Linked DNA regions of Anas platyrhynchos: region 2 is linked to region 1. The links are chromatin contacts, called in public Hi-C maps. All regions are on one chromosome and are shown on one strand. Each heading gives the region's core, a stretch centred on a gene start, on an enhancer-like site or on the middle of the called end of the contact. The rest is flanking DNA. Distances are from core to core; before and after follow the strand shown. Region 1 overlaps LOC106016488 (a long non-coding RNA gene). Region 2 holds the start of CITED2 (Cbp/p300 interacting transactivator with Glu/Asp rich carboxy-terminal domain 2).

The links. A called contact is a pair of places that touch in the nucleus more often than the background predicts.
Region 2: a Hi-C map of small yellow follicle shows a contact between it and region 1, with 3 times the contacts expected there. The contact joins the promoter of CITED2 here to the enhancer-like site in region 1. A contact is called at or near these places in 2 of 8 Hi-C or Micro-C datasets (F5 follicle and small yellow follicle).

What each region holds. Positions count from the first base shown.
Region 1 is chr3:59,333,095-59,341,043 of IASCAAS_PekinDuck_T2T, forward strand. It overlaps LOC106016488 (a long non-coding RNA gene), which reads left to right. Exons shown (of 3, transcript XR_001189248.5): 3 at 329-2,117. Among named protein-coding and RNA genes, the nearest start is that of CITED2, 170 kb to the right of the region's middle. Within about 2 kb of position 4,482, at least 4 of the 8 cell types and tissues checked have an H3K27ac peak or open chromatin away from gene starts, as enhancers often do. A contact at or near this core is called in F5 follicle and small yellow follicle, where this site is marked.
Region 2 is chr3:59,506,801-59,514,749 of IASCAAS_PekinDuck_T2T, forward strand. CITED2 (Cbp/p300 interacting transactivator with Glu/Asp rich carboxy-terminal domain 2) reads left to right here and starts at 3,861. Exons shown (of 2, transcript XM_027454431.3): 1 at 3,861-4,154; 2 at 4,815-6,857. The coding sequence starts at 4,822. The coding sequence ends at 5,556.

The DNA of each region.
Region 1 (7,949 bases), core at 3,232-5,731:
AGTTGCTGCAATTTTTTACAGTCCACTGTAAATAAGGACAGTCTGTTCACCCACCAGGGAAATGCAGGCTCTCCTGGACTGAAGTTCTGCAGATTCAGAGCTGTGCACATCAATACTACACCAGAGTTTAAAGCAAGAAGTAAAGAAAATTATTGAAAGGAAGTAAAGAAAAAAAAAAAAAAAGCTACTAGAGAGTAATTGGACCTTAATAAATGATAAGGAGTAAGACATACAACTGCTTGCATTTTGCCTTCAAACACATGCTCAGTCTCACTCCCTGTTCACAAATGTACTGGTGAATTACTTTTTCTTTTTTTTTTTCTTCCAGACACTGCATTTCCATCCAAACAGAAGAAAATGTACTTCTCTTAAACTGCAAAGAACATCATGGAGCAGCTCTTTTCTGGTGCATTCAGAGCTTGAACTGTCTTAGTTGGGAAAGATCATGATAGGGCAAGTCACAAGGGAGTTCTGCTGTGTCCCTAATTAGCTGAGCTACCCAAATAATGTAGAAGGTCATCAGAAGCCATTTTCACTCTGTTTCTCAGACAGGGAAAGAGGCTGTGTTCCTCTGAGCACTCTGAAATCATTTTAAAGAAAATAGTGAAGGAAAGGAAGATTTTCATCCATTCTGATAATTTATTACATGCAGCAGTACAGCTGTTTATGTCCGAAGGCGGAAGTGGAAGAAGGGTCTTTGTTTCTGTTTGGCAATTTTTCCATGACACTGTCAGTAAAAGTAGAAGGGAGCTATTTTATCCTGTTGGGTGCAGCCCTCACATGGGAATGCAACAGCAACAAATAAAAGGCTTAGCTGATGATTTGGCAGTATCCTTCATTTTGTTATTTAATATTAGGAATTCTTTTAGCTTTTCCCAGTGGCAAGAATAAAACTTTGTTTATCAAAACTCCTACTCCCCTTTGTTCAAGAGTGAGCACTACTCATACAGACATTTTACAGTCTCAGGCATTTGAAAAAATTACACTGTGGAAAAATTAGGATCCTTTAGAATCAAATGTCTACTCTTGGAGTTGAAATGGGTGCATGGACCATCTAGGTTACCATCCCTTGATTAAGCTTGGAGCTGTGCAGTAGGAAAATAGCAACACTGAACAAAGACTGAGTAGATGAATGACACTTGGGTTCACAGTGTAGCACATGATGCTGGGGCTGGTTCTGTTACAGAGCCCCTCAAAGAGGACTGCAGGGCAGCGGGGTGCCAGGGCTGCTACAGGCACAACATGGTCAGGACATAGGCAGCATTTCACATAGGGGAACAAGAGAAAGGGGTTTCTTTTAGACTTTGAAAGTAGAAAGGACTATATATTTCAGTGAAATATAATCATACATTTCTATTGGTAAGACTATAGTTGAGGAAATAACACATACATGCATATTTTATATAAAGAGACTGGATCTTTTTAAAGGTTTGGGCAAGGATAATACAAGGAGGGTAGCCAGCAACCCATTTTTGCCTTAACGAGTGTCTACATATCATGTTCAGAAGAGTACACTGGGAACTTCAATTTTAATTGGACTCAGTAAAGCAGGTTTGTTCAATTAGCCCCAAAGGTCTTTCTAACACAATAATTTCAGTGTTATGATTTCATATATGTATATGAAAAGCTAGTTGTAATCATGTCTTTAACTTCTTCATAAACTGAGTTGTACTGGGGAAATAAAGATAATAAAAATCTGACACATAAACTTACTAAAAGGGACTAAATGTTTAAATTTTTAAATAAACTAGAATTTTCAGTTATGTTGTGAAATAACTAGTATTTGAAGGACAACACTGAGAATCAGAAAAGCAAATGTTAAGATAGAAATTTAGGGGTAATAAAAAAGCACTAATACTGATTAGGATGATTATGATGATTAGAACTTCCGGTATGTAAAATCATAATGAAAGTAATATAGCATAATATGCTCTCAGAAGTTATGTATTTACTTAGGCAGTAGGAAAAATCTTTTCATGCTAAGGCAGTTTATGTAGTTATAGTAGAACTTCTAAAGAAGTAAGGAATGTAGTTAAACAACCTGATGAGAAGAACAACACTCTATAAAAAAAAAAAAAAAAAAAAAAAAAAAAAAAAAAAGTTTACTGATTCAAAAAGATCTTCCAACTCCATCAAACTGGAATACAGGAAAGTAAAAGATTTATTGAGGGGAGAGGAAAACACATTGATATCAATCATTCAGAGCTAACACAGGAAAGCATGGTGACTTCAGTTGCATTCAATATTAAGATATATTGATCTGAGAGATAAATATTGACCAACATGATGCCAAAGTCAATATTTAACTTCAGAAATCATAAATCTTCACAGTGACTGTAAAGAGCAGTCTGTATCATCTGTTATATATATATATATATATTATTGCCTTTACAAGAGTATAAAAGGTTTTTAAAAAAGAGAAGCTGTTTCCCTCATTTCAAAAAGATATCTTGCCAGAGCAATCCAGATGCATGCACTTGCTTTGTCTTTTCAAAGACTGTATAATAATTGGGATTGTCTTGAAATTGAGAGAACCTGGCTATTATACTTAAAAATAATAATAAAAAATAATAAAAAAGCATTATCTTTTGTAGATTTATGTTAGCTATGAAAAGTTGACATATGCAACATGTTGCAAGATAAAGCTATTGAACAGTTTAGAACATTTTAAAATCAGCTATGAATTACGCAGTTCTCAAGGGTTTTCTTAATTTTTAACTGCTCCACCTCAACACATAAACAAGATCAATGAAACATTCATGTACATAACAGTTTCTATTATATTTACAAATTTTTCCTGCCAATATACTGTTCTATTGTCTTACAAGTAGTACTTTGCTGGTTTTGTTATAAATATTTCTATCAGTTCTGCTTCTAATATATGCGATCTGTTTCTTAACCCAACGTCTAAGGTTTACTGTGTTAAACAGGAAAATCTTTTTCTTATTTGCTATCTCCTTCCCTCCTTGCTGTTATTAAAGAGATGGCACTGATGACCACAGCTAAGGAAAGTGCAAGTTAATAAACACAAATCATTAAACAAAAAATCCCCATGGGGTAACATAATAATTTAGTTAACAGTCTTTGAGCATATCTAACCACACCAATGTTCTCCTTAATTTCCAGAGACTTCTGTTATTACCTTAGAATAATCTGGTTTTGATGACATTAAGAACCATGACAGTTAACTTCCAATGGTTCAATGGTTTATTCATGTCATCACAGTCTAAAGACATAATTAGATGTAATGGACTTTCAGAGTCAGGAGTATAGAGGGGGAAGAGCCACAAGTAGCATCATCCGGTCAACATAACAGCCAACAGCCTTCCTTCTCAAAAGCAGTTGATTTTTTGTGCCAGAGAAATCATACGTACATCTAAACCAATGCTGAGCTCAGTACTTGGTATCCCTCAAAAAACAGGCTTCAGCAGTGCCTTAGGTTAAACACTTGTTAGCAGGCACTTGTTAGAGTTAGTAGGCACTTGACAGTTTTGGTCTGCTCATTTCCATGACCCATTAAAATTTTGACTGCCAAGAGAAAACAATCAGAGGTGTCTGGAAAGAGATTCCTTTCTCAGGCTGTTTTTCATGATTTTCCCAGACTTCAGAACTTTACAGTTAAGTGATTTATTTTTATTGATACTACTCTTGTTTTAGGAGCTGTTAAGGCTAGAAACTGTGGTAATTAGTGAATATTATAAAATATCATATCTTTTTCCCCTTTACCAGTGCTAGCAACTGAGCAAACACTGATACTGGAAGTGCTCACATTCAAAGTTTACATGTGGCTGAAGGCATAACATCCAACCTTTACTATAATGGGAAGTCAAGTATTTTGTTCATTTTAAGTATCTGCAATTGTAAACAGTGGCGATGATACCGGGAAGGAATGCACTTCAGAAGAGAGAAGTCTGTAGACATGATAATACTCTGAGATAACTTTTTAAAAGAAACACACTAAGGAGAGTGGGGGGCATTTCTTATCTATTACATCACAGCAATCTGTCTTTTGAAATGTTCTGTGAGTAGCTGTATTTACAGATCCTAATTTGTGATGACTGTAGTGATAAAGAAAGGGAGAGTCATCTCAGTTGGGGAAGGGAAAAAAAAATACGGACTTGTGTTTCCACTGTGTGTAGTCGTCATCTGGCATTTGGCTGGAGTGTAATAACTTGGTCTCTCTTTGTTCCCCTGTACAGGATGAAGGCTTTAATCAGTTTTGTCAGAACGTTTGCTCAGTTAATCTCCTAGCAATGTGTGATGAATAATCTGCCTATTGACTGTCTCAGCAGTTGGTGGGTTCTCCACCCTCACCCCATGGTGAGACGAATCTAGTTTATGCTGGCTGCTCATTTTCCTTTAAAAGAGGAGCACTGCCTCCCTCCCCAGCCCCCAGCTGGCACATCCCACCCGTCCTACTACCCCTTTTAGCCCCACACCCTTCTTTTCTCCCTCACTCCCTCTGGAATCTGGAAAATGCCTCCCTCACCAGGGCTTGTCCTTGGATAATTGCTCTGTCCCAGTCACCTTGAGCTTTCATTCCACAGAGTTCTCTCTCTGCTGAGTTTTGTATCTTTATTTTCATACCAAGAAAAAGAAAATAATAATAATAATAAAAAAAAAAAGATTTAGGGTGAACAGGAAAGTTTTGGCAACAACTGTCATCACATTATCAACACAGTGTTAGTGATGAATAGCTCTGGAGCAAAGAAAATGCCATAGGAAGCTCCACTTCATTGGGACAAAAATACAAGGGCGGATCTGAGAGCTTCTTTCATCACAGACTCAAAAGGAGAAAAATAAGGAAAACCCCTAATCAAAATACTAAATCTCAGTTGCCTGCAACTGTGAATTGACTTGACAGGAAAAATAAAATAAAATAAATAAATAAATAAATAAATAATCCACACACAAAACCACTAGGCCCTGATACTGCACGTGACCACATGCAATTAACTGCCTGTGTAAAGCTCTCTGCAGAGTAGCAAACAGTGAGTTTCTTACAAGTAACTCTGATTATAACATGCTTGATAACAAAAGCCCAACAGAACACCCCTGAAAAATTGAGGGATCTAGCTCCTGACTTAAGATATAGTTTCTGAACATTCCTAAATTAGACCAGAAGTTAAAACCCCTACACGTAAAGCAAAGTAGATAATTGGAACAGCAATATGCTTTCAGTTAATAAGGCTGACAGATATGTATTAAGCATAGGGAAAGATACGAAAAATATTACCTAAAACAAGGATTTGAGGAAGTATAAATAAAGATCTTCATGACTTCCATCTGAAGGGTTCTTTCAGACCTGTCTGAAATGCAGTCCTGTGGTACATTGAGAGTACGTGGAGAAGCAGTTAATGGAACACCACAGTTGTTATAGATCTTCTCCTGTGTATGGGTAAATCTGCCTTAGACTAAACTCCATTTCTGATAGCCAGATTTCACCATACTGACCTATGTGAAGGCAAAGTTCTTATATTTAGTATGCAGTTTGGATTCAACATCTCCCTCACTTTTTAAAGGTGCTTTATTTTTCCCATTGTTGATTCCAACCTAGGAAAAAATAAAAATAAAAAATAAAAATACAAATAAAAATAAAAATAAAATGTCCTGCTTTAGTATGGTTCTGTATTGTCCTACAAGATATAGCAATTTAAACTGTTTTTGTCTGATCTAAGTGGTAGCAAAAGCCACTTGCCTTCTGTGTGTTCCTGAACCCTATCCAGCTCCCACAGACAACCAAAATTTTAGTCGGAATTTATACCATCTACATTGCATACCCTCCCTTGCTGTAAGGTAGTGGATCTCTGGAGAGACTCTCAGTCATCTTGACTGTCCAGCCAGCAGGGCTGATCGGATAGATGGAGTCAGGTATAGCAGTTCGGTTCCCAGTACACAGCAGTAAGCATATCCCCAAATGTGTCCTTGCACATTTGCATGCGGGTCTTACCCAGTGTTTTCCCTAAAGGCATAGCAACTGAATCATCTCAGAGCAAACAGATGGTCAGCAAGAATATGATACATGATGATATCTGTGCATAAAAGTATGCATATTTGAATGTGTGTACATGCCTCCTTAGAACACAGTTTCACTGCCTTTTCTAGGGACTTGGGGAAGTTGTTTTCAGCTTGAATTTAGTGTCAAATAAATCTGGTTTATAGGTCACTTGTGATAGCTTGTGACTGAGTTGCATGGCGCTGTGAAGCAGATACCATCACATATTATATCTTCAAGAATTCCTGGTGAAAAATAAGCCAAGCATTTAATTTCTGTTGATTTTTAGCTTTGAATCTCTTGCAATGGGCAAAGTTGCTAAACTAAATAAATTGCTGCATAAAGCACCTGACGAAAATGAATTATGCTAATAGAATGGGTATGTTAGCTCACTGCAGATGTACATCTCATGGTTCTTGTTTACACCTTGGCATCTCATTCACACATTCCTGAGAGAAGGATCAATCAAATGTAGGGCGCTAAATAGTATGCCTTTAATTAACTAGGTTTCAGAAGTTTTTACGAGTCCAAAAAACAGCAAAGATGCTGTTTGGATTGTTTGGATTTCCCTTTCCAGTGTTAAAAAGATCCTGCCCTCCAAATCTCTGTGTTTTCTCCCCAGTCTTTGCCTCTCCTTTCTGAATCTCTCTCTCCGACTGCTTCCTTCTGACAAACACCATGCATTAAAGTTTCTCATTCACCAGGTCATTTGCCATTTCATCAGCTTCTTCCAAATCAGCTCACCATCTCCTCAGAGATGTTTTGAAGAGCTCTGCAGAACCTTCTTGATGAATTTTCTTGTCAAAAAGCATCACATTTTTAATGAAGCATTAACAGAAATGTTACAGCATGGGAAAATGATGTGAGAGGACAAGCATATGGGAAGAAGCAAGCATGCACCTTTTCAGCAGCACACCTGAATCAATCCAACAGCTCCCCTTTTCCAACAGTGCTTTCATGATCTAAGTCTTTCCCCTGCATTTGCAGACTAGGTACCACACTTAGGCGCAAGCGCTTCTCTCAGCGCTCTCCCACTAGGATTGCTCTGGAGAATAGATGTACAAGGAGGGAAATTCTAGACAGCTCCATTGATTTAATCATTTAATCTCCTTGAATCTCTGTAGTCATTAATCATTTTCAGATATATATATGAACACTTTTTTTTTTCCAAACAGCCCAGAATTTAACATTTTAGGATCTATATACTGGAATGGAAAAGCAAGGCTTCTGTATTTTCAGACCAATCTGCCAATGTTTCCAGATCTCCCTCTGTATGCTGCAGCAGAAACCTTATCACCAGTTTTGCTGTTATGATGTTTTTTATGTGTGCTGCCTCTTTTTTTTTTTTTCAGTCAATAAAGTTCATGACTACTCACTGGTCTTGCAATAGATCTCAAAATAATTCTCTCTTAAACCAACAGTTTCAGATCAGTCCTTCACGTTAACCCCAACAGGCCAATGTCAACAACTGATCTGATCCCACTTTTCCAAGAATAAAATCTACTCCTCCAGTCTTAGAAGGCCACAAGACTACAGGGTACAAACAAGCTGTCACATAAGAGAAAAAAAAAAAAAAAAAAAAAGGTCCACGAATGCTTGCTCTATTTTCCATAGACTCTCATGCAGTTTCCCTGTACTCAGCTCCTCCTTCCTCTTCTGCCTTCATTCTGTAGGCTTCTCCAGACTTTTTATCTGAGGTAAGTGATTGTCAGTTTATTCAAGGCACTTATATTTGCAAGAACTAGCACAGACCTCTCACATATTTGGTCTAGGTGTGATAAGAACATTTGCTCTTTAAACATTAGCCCCACTTAAAACCTGTCAAAGACACCAAGCGGTCCTGCAGTCCATCATCTATTCTGCAGTGCAAGTGAAGCTGGGTGGTTATTTCCATCAAATCAGATGTTAATATTGCTGCCCCTGAACAGCCACAGCTGGGAGAGTTAGGCAAGAT
Region 2 (7,949 bases), core at 2,611-5,110, 170 kb after region 1:
AGTAATTCCTTCTAACATAAGTCACCATCAGTGGGGTCATTACAGGTACATCACCTCACCAAACTGCAGCCTTCCCAAGAAGAAAAGGCTGCTAGAATAGGAGGGCTTATGCTGAGCTATGTAGAACGCCTGGCTGGTGCCTGGAATCAGCACTGGGAATTGTGATGGCTTTAGGAAGCTCGTACTGAATGAATTTAACTGAGTTAATACTATGTCTTCTACCATAGTCTTGACTTTGGTGCTTGACAAACAGCAGAACTTGCCAAGGTCATTCCTTCCCACCTGGATACTTGGAGGATCTCATGCCCAGGCCCATAGCTAACCCCGTGTCTGCCCTTCCCCCCAAAACCATTTAAGAAGAATAGGTCTCTCAGTAAAGCATGTCAGAAAAAGGAACCCGCCTCCTAGTCAAAAACCCTGTGTTTTCACCCCACAGACAATAAACCCACTGTTCTCCTGACAAAGGCAACTCCAGGGGAGAAAAAAAAACGCATTTTGAGAGACTGAAACAGATTTCTGTGCTTCCTGGGTGCCCATCTGGAAGAAACTTGTCAAGTTCATTGTTTTTCCTAGGGATGGGCAGTGAAACACAGCAGGCACCCAGCCTTGGAGCTGGTAGGGCAAGGAGCTGGGACCCTGCTGTGCCACAGTTGCCCCAGGGAAGGGCGGGATTGAAGGAAGCAGTGACGAGGTCAGAAGTAAGAGCAGCCAGAAAATCATGGCTTGTCATCTCAATAGAATAGCTTAATCATTTCTACAGAAGGGGCATTTCTTCCAGGATATCATTCTAATATAAAATTTCCTATCAGATAACCCTAGCAGATGTCATGAACTAGGTTTTCCTGACTGCTTTGTGTCAGCGTGGGAGGGAACACACAGAAACTCACATCCAGGGGTGATGTGGGAGAAACAAGTCACAGAGAGTTACAGATTATATTTTCAGAGTTGCAAACAACAACCTAGAGATCCAAATCCTTCCAGAGCTCATTGCTCTGTATTCCCAGTTCCAGTGACAGATCCCTAGAACCACAAGTATTCAGTTGACTTGAACATTTCCAGTGAATACCTGGAAAAACACCATCTGGGATTCTCCTTTATGATTTTCCTTTCTGTTCCACCACGCGCTGCAGGCCTGGAAGGAGTGAACTGGGCCACATCCGGAATCCATCAATTCCTGTGTGACCTTCTCATCTAAAATGTTAACACCCAACTGAGGATCCATCTTTTCCTCATTTTTCCATTGCTGTGTTTGATAGTTCTCAGGGATTCTTCCTAAATGCGCATAGAAGCTGCATTTTGCTTTCAACTGCATTCTGTGTCTTCACTGAGCATCAGTGTGAACTGTCTGCTTTCATTCCCACCCCTGGCCACCTCCAGAATTTTCCTGATACGCACTGCCCTGCTTTCTTGTTGTTTGCCTGAAGAACCAACTCAGTTGTGCAGATGACTCTGTGGACTATGGATGACAATATTGCTTTAAATAACTGTGGCTCAGGTCGGGAGTGGCAAACAGAGGAGATTCAGAGCTTGCTACCAGCTCCGTGGTGATGGGCTCATGCTTTGTCCTGCATTCCCTTAGCCGCCTGTCACCAAGTGATTTCCTGAATGGCTGTCACCAGCCATTTCCTGGAAAGTAACCAATTGATTGTGTTCCCATTTTGCTATGGCCATAAAGCCTGTAACAATGAAAAACTTGGCTCATCTTGCACCACTGTGCTGAGCCTTATCTGGACCACATTGCAACCCCCAAATGAAGAAAGCTCCATCCTGCCTGCTTCTTTGCATACGGGCTGTAAATACCTGGAGATATGTTTTATATGAGTGAGGTGCCATGGAGGCTGTGACATGCATACTATTGCTTCTGGCAGTCTCTTGCCAATTCTCCATAACTCACTTTGGCATCTGATACCACCTTCCAACATCTGAAAGCTGAAAATAGGAAATGGCATTTGCAGGGCTGTGATATGATGTGTGCCTGGCTTTAAAAAGGATCTCAAACTCAAAGCATGGGAGAGCAAAAAGGCATACCAATATCACCATGGATATGTGACATTAAACAAACCACTTGTCATGATACACAGCTGACTACTTGCCAAATGGAACGGGATCTTCTTATTATTCATTGTTTTGTCCTGTAAAACCTACAAAACATTGAGAAAGAAAAATCTCCAGAAAGGTAGTGTCACTCTTCCGACCACCCCTAGCCAGACTGCAGGCCCTGGTTCAGTAGGTGCCTTCCCAAAAGTGTACTTACAGGCATCAGAAGACCAAAACATGAAATCGTGGTGGGCATCGTATGTAATCCCTGCAGGAAACAGAGCTGCAGAATGAAGTCACTTCCTTGAGGTAACTCTGATACTTGCAAAGCTGCCTGTCCTCCAAAGGTTCTAATTCCACCCTTACCGTACCTCACAGCTGGGAGCTCAGTGGGGTGTTTTTCTGGTATCTTGCATGCATGAGGATTGTAGCAGCCATGCAGGGGATTGTCCCTCTCCTCTCCTCCATCACACCTCTCTGCACTCAGGAACCCAGCTCTGCCTCCACCACAGTGGACATGAGCTGGAGTTACCCCTCCTTTTGGTTTCACCTCCGTAATTCACTGTGGCCAGGTAAGGGCCCAAAAGGGGGCAAAAGGGCTGCCGTGTGGCCAGCATCTCCAAGGATCCCCTTTGCCCTTACTGATGTCTCCCCCCAGAAACTCTGTGCATGTCCTCCACTGCTGTGTCCTTGCACAGCACGTGGAGGGGAAGAAACTCCAGCTCAGCCTTCATGCTGCCTGCTTTGACCTCTAAAGACGAGCCTCGTGTCCGGGGAGGGTGTCCTGCCTACCGCTTCCCCGTCCTTTTTCGTTTGGCAGAGGACAAACGAAAAAGGGGGAAAGCAGAGAGGGGGAAAGCCAGATGAAGATGCTATTGAAAATAGGACAACACCCAGCTCATCCCTGCAGCAGGCCTCCCCCCATCTTCTCGGATACTTCAGCACAGCCGCCCTTGAGAGGAGCTGGTGGCCTTGGGGCGAGAGGCGCATGGTGCAGGAGCGCTGATGGCGGGGGCATTTGGGACACGCGTGTCCCTGGTGGGGCTGCACAGGGCAAGTCCTGCCACAGCATTGCGGGGCACCACATAGGTGGCAGGGCCGTGCCCAGCCAGGACGAGCACGTTTACAAAGCCCTTCCCCACGGTCTGTATTATCTCATTTTTCCTGCCAACGCAAGGAAACAATTCACAAGAAGAAGCCTCACAAAGCCGACCACAGCCCGCACACCTGGGGCGGCCGCTAAATTGCGGCCCAAAGCCGGGAGAGGAGGCAGGCAGGGCCGGAGGGGCTGCGTGTGCCCGCACCCCCTCGCCTCCCGCATGCGGCGCCCGCGGCTGTGGAAAAAGGTGGATCTCGGATCTCGCCGCCGGGAGAGGGGCCGGCCCCGGGGAGCACCCACGGGGGTCCGTGGGGTCCCACGGCGCTGGGGCCGGGCACCTGGAGGCCGGGATGCCGCCGGGAGCGGGGGCAGCGCCGGGCGCGGGGAGCCCCGCGGGGGCGCCCGGCCCCACGCGTGTCCGCGGCCGGGGGTGGCCGTGAGCGGAGCGGGGCCGGCGGGCAGCGCCCTGCGCCGGGGCTGCGCTCCGGGCCGCGGAGCCCCGCTTTGTTCCCGGGGGGAGGCGCCGAGAGGGGCGAGGGCGACCCGCAGGCACACACGTGTGGCCCAGGCGAGGAGGAGCGGGGCCCTTTGGATGCCGTCCAGCCCCGCCTGGCCCCTTCCTGAGCCTCCCCGTGTGCGTGTGTGTGTGTGTGTGTGTGTGTGTGTGTGTGTGTGTGCCCTGCGAGTGTGTGTGTGCTGGGTGTTGTTTCTTTTTTTTTTTTTTTTTTCCCTCGCTTGCTCCAGGTTTTACTTCTGGTTGCCTGTAAGGGTTTTGCTCCTCCCTTCTGAAATCCTATATTAGCTGTGGCCAAAGCTGGGTAAGAAACACAGCTCATTGTTGGCAAGTGCCGATGAGCCTCGCCGAGGAGTGAAAAACAGCTTTGGGGCTGCGGCAGCGATAATATCACCATCACGTAAGCGCCGAGGAGAGAGCCAGGGAAGCCCTCTCTATGCTGGGTGACTTTTACTGACTGATTTCACCGCCACCTTTGAAGCAAAAGAAGAAAGAAGCCGGGAGGTGAGTGCGGAGGTTGTGTAGCTGGTGCTGTGTGTCCCTTTTGTGTGCAACAGGAAAACGGGGACCGGTTAAATACCCGAGGAAAGGTGTTTCTCGGCTGCCTGGCTCAATCTCCTTATCCGTGCATTCTGGTATTTTTATTTTTTTTTTTTTTAAATCGGGACTTAATTGCAAAAGTTGCTGCCAGCGGCTAGGTGGGACTTCCTAATTCTTTGCTGGTTGCCTGCAAGTTAGCAAGAGTGCCTTTTAAAAACGCTGCCTTCGCTGACAAATCCGGGGGGCTCGGCAGCGTTTTGGACGTGGCCGGGAGGAGGCGGCTGTTGCCGTATGCAACACTTCCCGCTGATAGGTATGCACAAGTTGAAGTGGGAAGGCGTGCTGCTGGCTGGATGAGCCGAGGGGACCGGGCTTTTCGTGCCGCGGGCTCCTCTTCCTTTTTCGTTTCTCCCTTTGTGCTCCACGGCGGAGTCGCGGTAGGAGGTTTTTTTTTTTTTTTTTTTTTTTTTTCTCTCCCTCCCGCCCCCCCTCCCCAAAGCGAGGACGGCGGCACCGGCGCGGTCGCTTCTGCCAGGGCCAAGCGAGCCGCAGCGGGGCCGAGAGCGGGCGGCTGGATGTCCGAGGGGGCGCTTTCCTTAACCCGCTCGCTCGCTAACTTTCCAGGTGGGCGATGGCAGAGCACATGATGGCCATGAACCACGGGCGATTCCCCGACGGCTCCGGCGGGCTCCACCACCACCCTGCGCACCGGCTGGGCATGGGGCAGTTTCCCACCCCCCATCACCACCAGCAGCAGCAGCACCAGCAGCAGCAGCAGCAACAGCAGCAGCCGCACGCCTTCAGCGCCCTGATGGGCGACCATATACATTACGGAGCGGGGAATATGAACGCGAGCGGCGGGGTCCGGCACGCCATGGGGCCGGGCGGCGTGGCCGGGGGGCACCCTGCCGGCAGCATGCCGCCCCCCGCCCGCTTCAGCGGCTCCCAATTCCTGGCCCCCCCCGTGGGCAGCCCGGGAGGGCAGCTGAGCGCCAGCATGCAGCTCCAGAAGCTGAACAACCAGTACTTCAGCCACCACCCGTACCCCCACAGCCACTACATGCCGGACTTGCACCCCGGCAGCCACCAGCTGAATGGCAGCAGCCAGCATTTCAGGGACTGCAACCCCAAGCACGGCGGCAGCGGCAGCGGCTTGCCGCCCGCCGTCCCCCACGTCCCCGCGGCGATGCTGCCGCCCAATGTCATAGACACTGACTTCATCGACGAGGAGGTCCTCATGTCCTTAGTCATCGAGATGGGGCTGGATCGCATCAAGGAGCTCCCCGAGCTGTGGTTGGGACAGAACGAGTTTGACTTCATGACAGACTTCGTTTGCAAACAGCAGCCCAGCAGGGTGAGCTGCTGATTCATTTAAAACAAACAAAGGACTTTCTATCGGTGTGAATGAAAACATTCCCCTAGACGCGGTGTCTCACTTTTCAGTGCTTGAAAAGGTGAGAATCTGGAAAGCAAGAGTAAACTATGCGCTTGTATAAATTCTTTTTTTTTTGTTTTGTTTTTCTTTTAATTGCTGCCACTTTTTTTTTTTTTTGTAGCTTTGACATTCACGTCCCCTCCCATAGTAATAATTTCTAGCGAACTCTGCCTTTTTACGTTGTTCGCCCCCTCCCCTCCTCTCTCTTTATTTCCTCGCAGTAACATGCCCATAATTCCCACAGTGCTGAACTGTTAGATATTAATCTTGGCAAATTGCTTAATCTTGTGGATTTTGCAAACGATGATTTCCAATGACTTGAACTGCATTCAAATTCTGAGTGAACAGGGAAAAAAATCACATTAGTTGGTTGCATGAACTTTGAAGGGCAGATTCTACTGCACAAATGCTGCCATCTTGCTTAATTTTTAACTATGCATTGCAGTGCAGACTAATAATTTTCTTTTTTTTCCAAATATGCTCAACTGGAAGCTTAACAGATGTGGGCCAAACCTTTCCAGATCAGGAAAAGTAATACTGTTACTTAAAAGTCTGCTACCCATTCCCCCTCCCCCATATGTACAGACAATAATATGGTGTGGATGGAATGCTGACTAGTGGCAAACATTTCACAGGTCTTTTTTTTTTTTTTTAGTTAGGTTTATTTTGTTTCTGTCTTCAGCATTTTGACACTGTGCTAATATAGTTTATTCAGTACATGAAAAGATACTACTGTGTTGAAAGCTTTTCAGGAAATTTTGACAGTATTTTTGTACAAAACATTTTTTTGAGAAAATATTGTTAATTTATTCTATTTTAATTTGCCAATGTCAATAAAAAGTTAAGAAATGCTTTAGTTTTTCTAGAAGTCATTTACCAGTATTTTTCTTCAAAATTCTCCCCACTGTCCCTGGTAAGTAGAGCATCTATCTGTACTACCATGTCGGTGTTCAAAAAGACATTCCAACATATATATACTACACCCATATATATGTCATGGTGAACTCGGTAGGTGAGCGGGATTTAAACATACTTACAGCATAAAGCCTCATACGTAACATTGTAATATGCCTGTCAGTGTGGTTTTATGAAATTTAAAGTTGCTGAGGTGCAACTTTTTTGTGACTTGCCAACATACTTGCTTTAAATGTAGTTGTCCAGAGTTATGATGCATAAAGTATTTATTATATTTATCTATTAAACTTGTAATTTTATAAATCCGCTTTCATTTATATAGTAGATTTTGTTCTTTTGTATATTTATTATCTCACCTGGAAGAACTATTTAAAGAAAATGAGTGTTTAATATATAGTAAGTATCTGTAACTTGGGAAAAGAGGGTGGTGGGCTTCCTCCTTTCTCTCTCCCCTGAGATAGTTAGCACAGAAGAGTGCAATCCAGATCTGCATCGCATCAGGACTACGTGTCATTTCTAGTGACTTAGGTGAAGGAGGCAGTAGCTAGCACATCTTCCTAGAAGTATTCCACCATTGGACATCTCTAAAACCTTTCTCTGAGAAATTGCTACCAACTAACAGCACTGAGACAAATTTATAAATGTCTACTTTGAATATTTGGGGAAAAAAAAAAAAAAAGGCCTGTTATTATAAGGCAATTGACATCTTGTTCCTTAAGTGCCAACTGTTGCAGCCTTCTGGCCCCACTCAGTCCTTGGCAAAACTCCCACAGAAGTTATTACTTTAGTGAGGACTGCAGGATTGGGACCCTGATAATACACGTAATCCCATTTAGCCTCACTTCCCCAGCTCAATATAGGACCAATACCACTGGGCTTTCTTTTTGCTTAATTTTTCAGTCTTGTGTTCTGAATTTATTAGGAAGAAAAACAGCATGGTGGATGTAGTTAAATTTTAAACCTGGGCACATAAACAGGGGAGGATATCACCACACAATGGGAGTGTAAATAGCAGTGTTTTGAATCAGGCTGCGAAATTAAACTGATTACTATTGCTAAAATTGTCCCAGCTGGTGAGAAAAGTGATACTTGGCCTTCTTCGCCTAACACAGACATGAAGGAGCTAATACACTTTATGTTAAAAAAAAATAATATAATAATAATACTTGTACTAAAGTATTAACAAAATTAAAAATTGTGAAGTGTACACTTCTGGGAAAATCTGATGATAAAATGATCTCTGTAGTTGGTAACAGCCCATTCTTAGACAACTCTCAGTACCCAAGAATTTAAAAAACAACCATCTGGTTTCAGCCAGTGATTGCTAATGTTTTATGACAGTAAATTTAACATCAAATGGGAGTAAATCTTAATTTATCAACTCACCAATAACATAAAAGAGTGTTTAG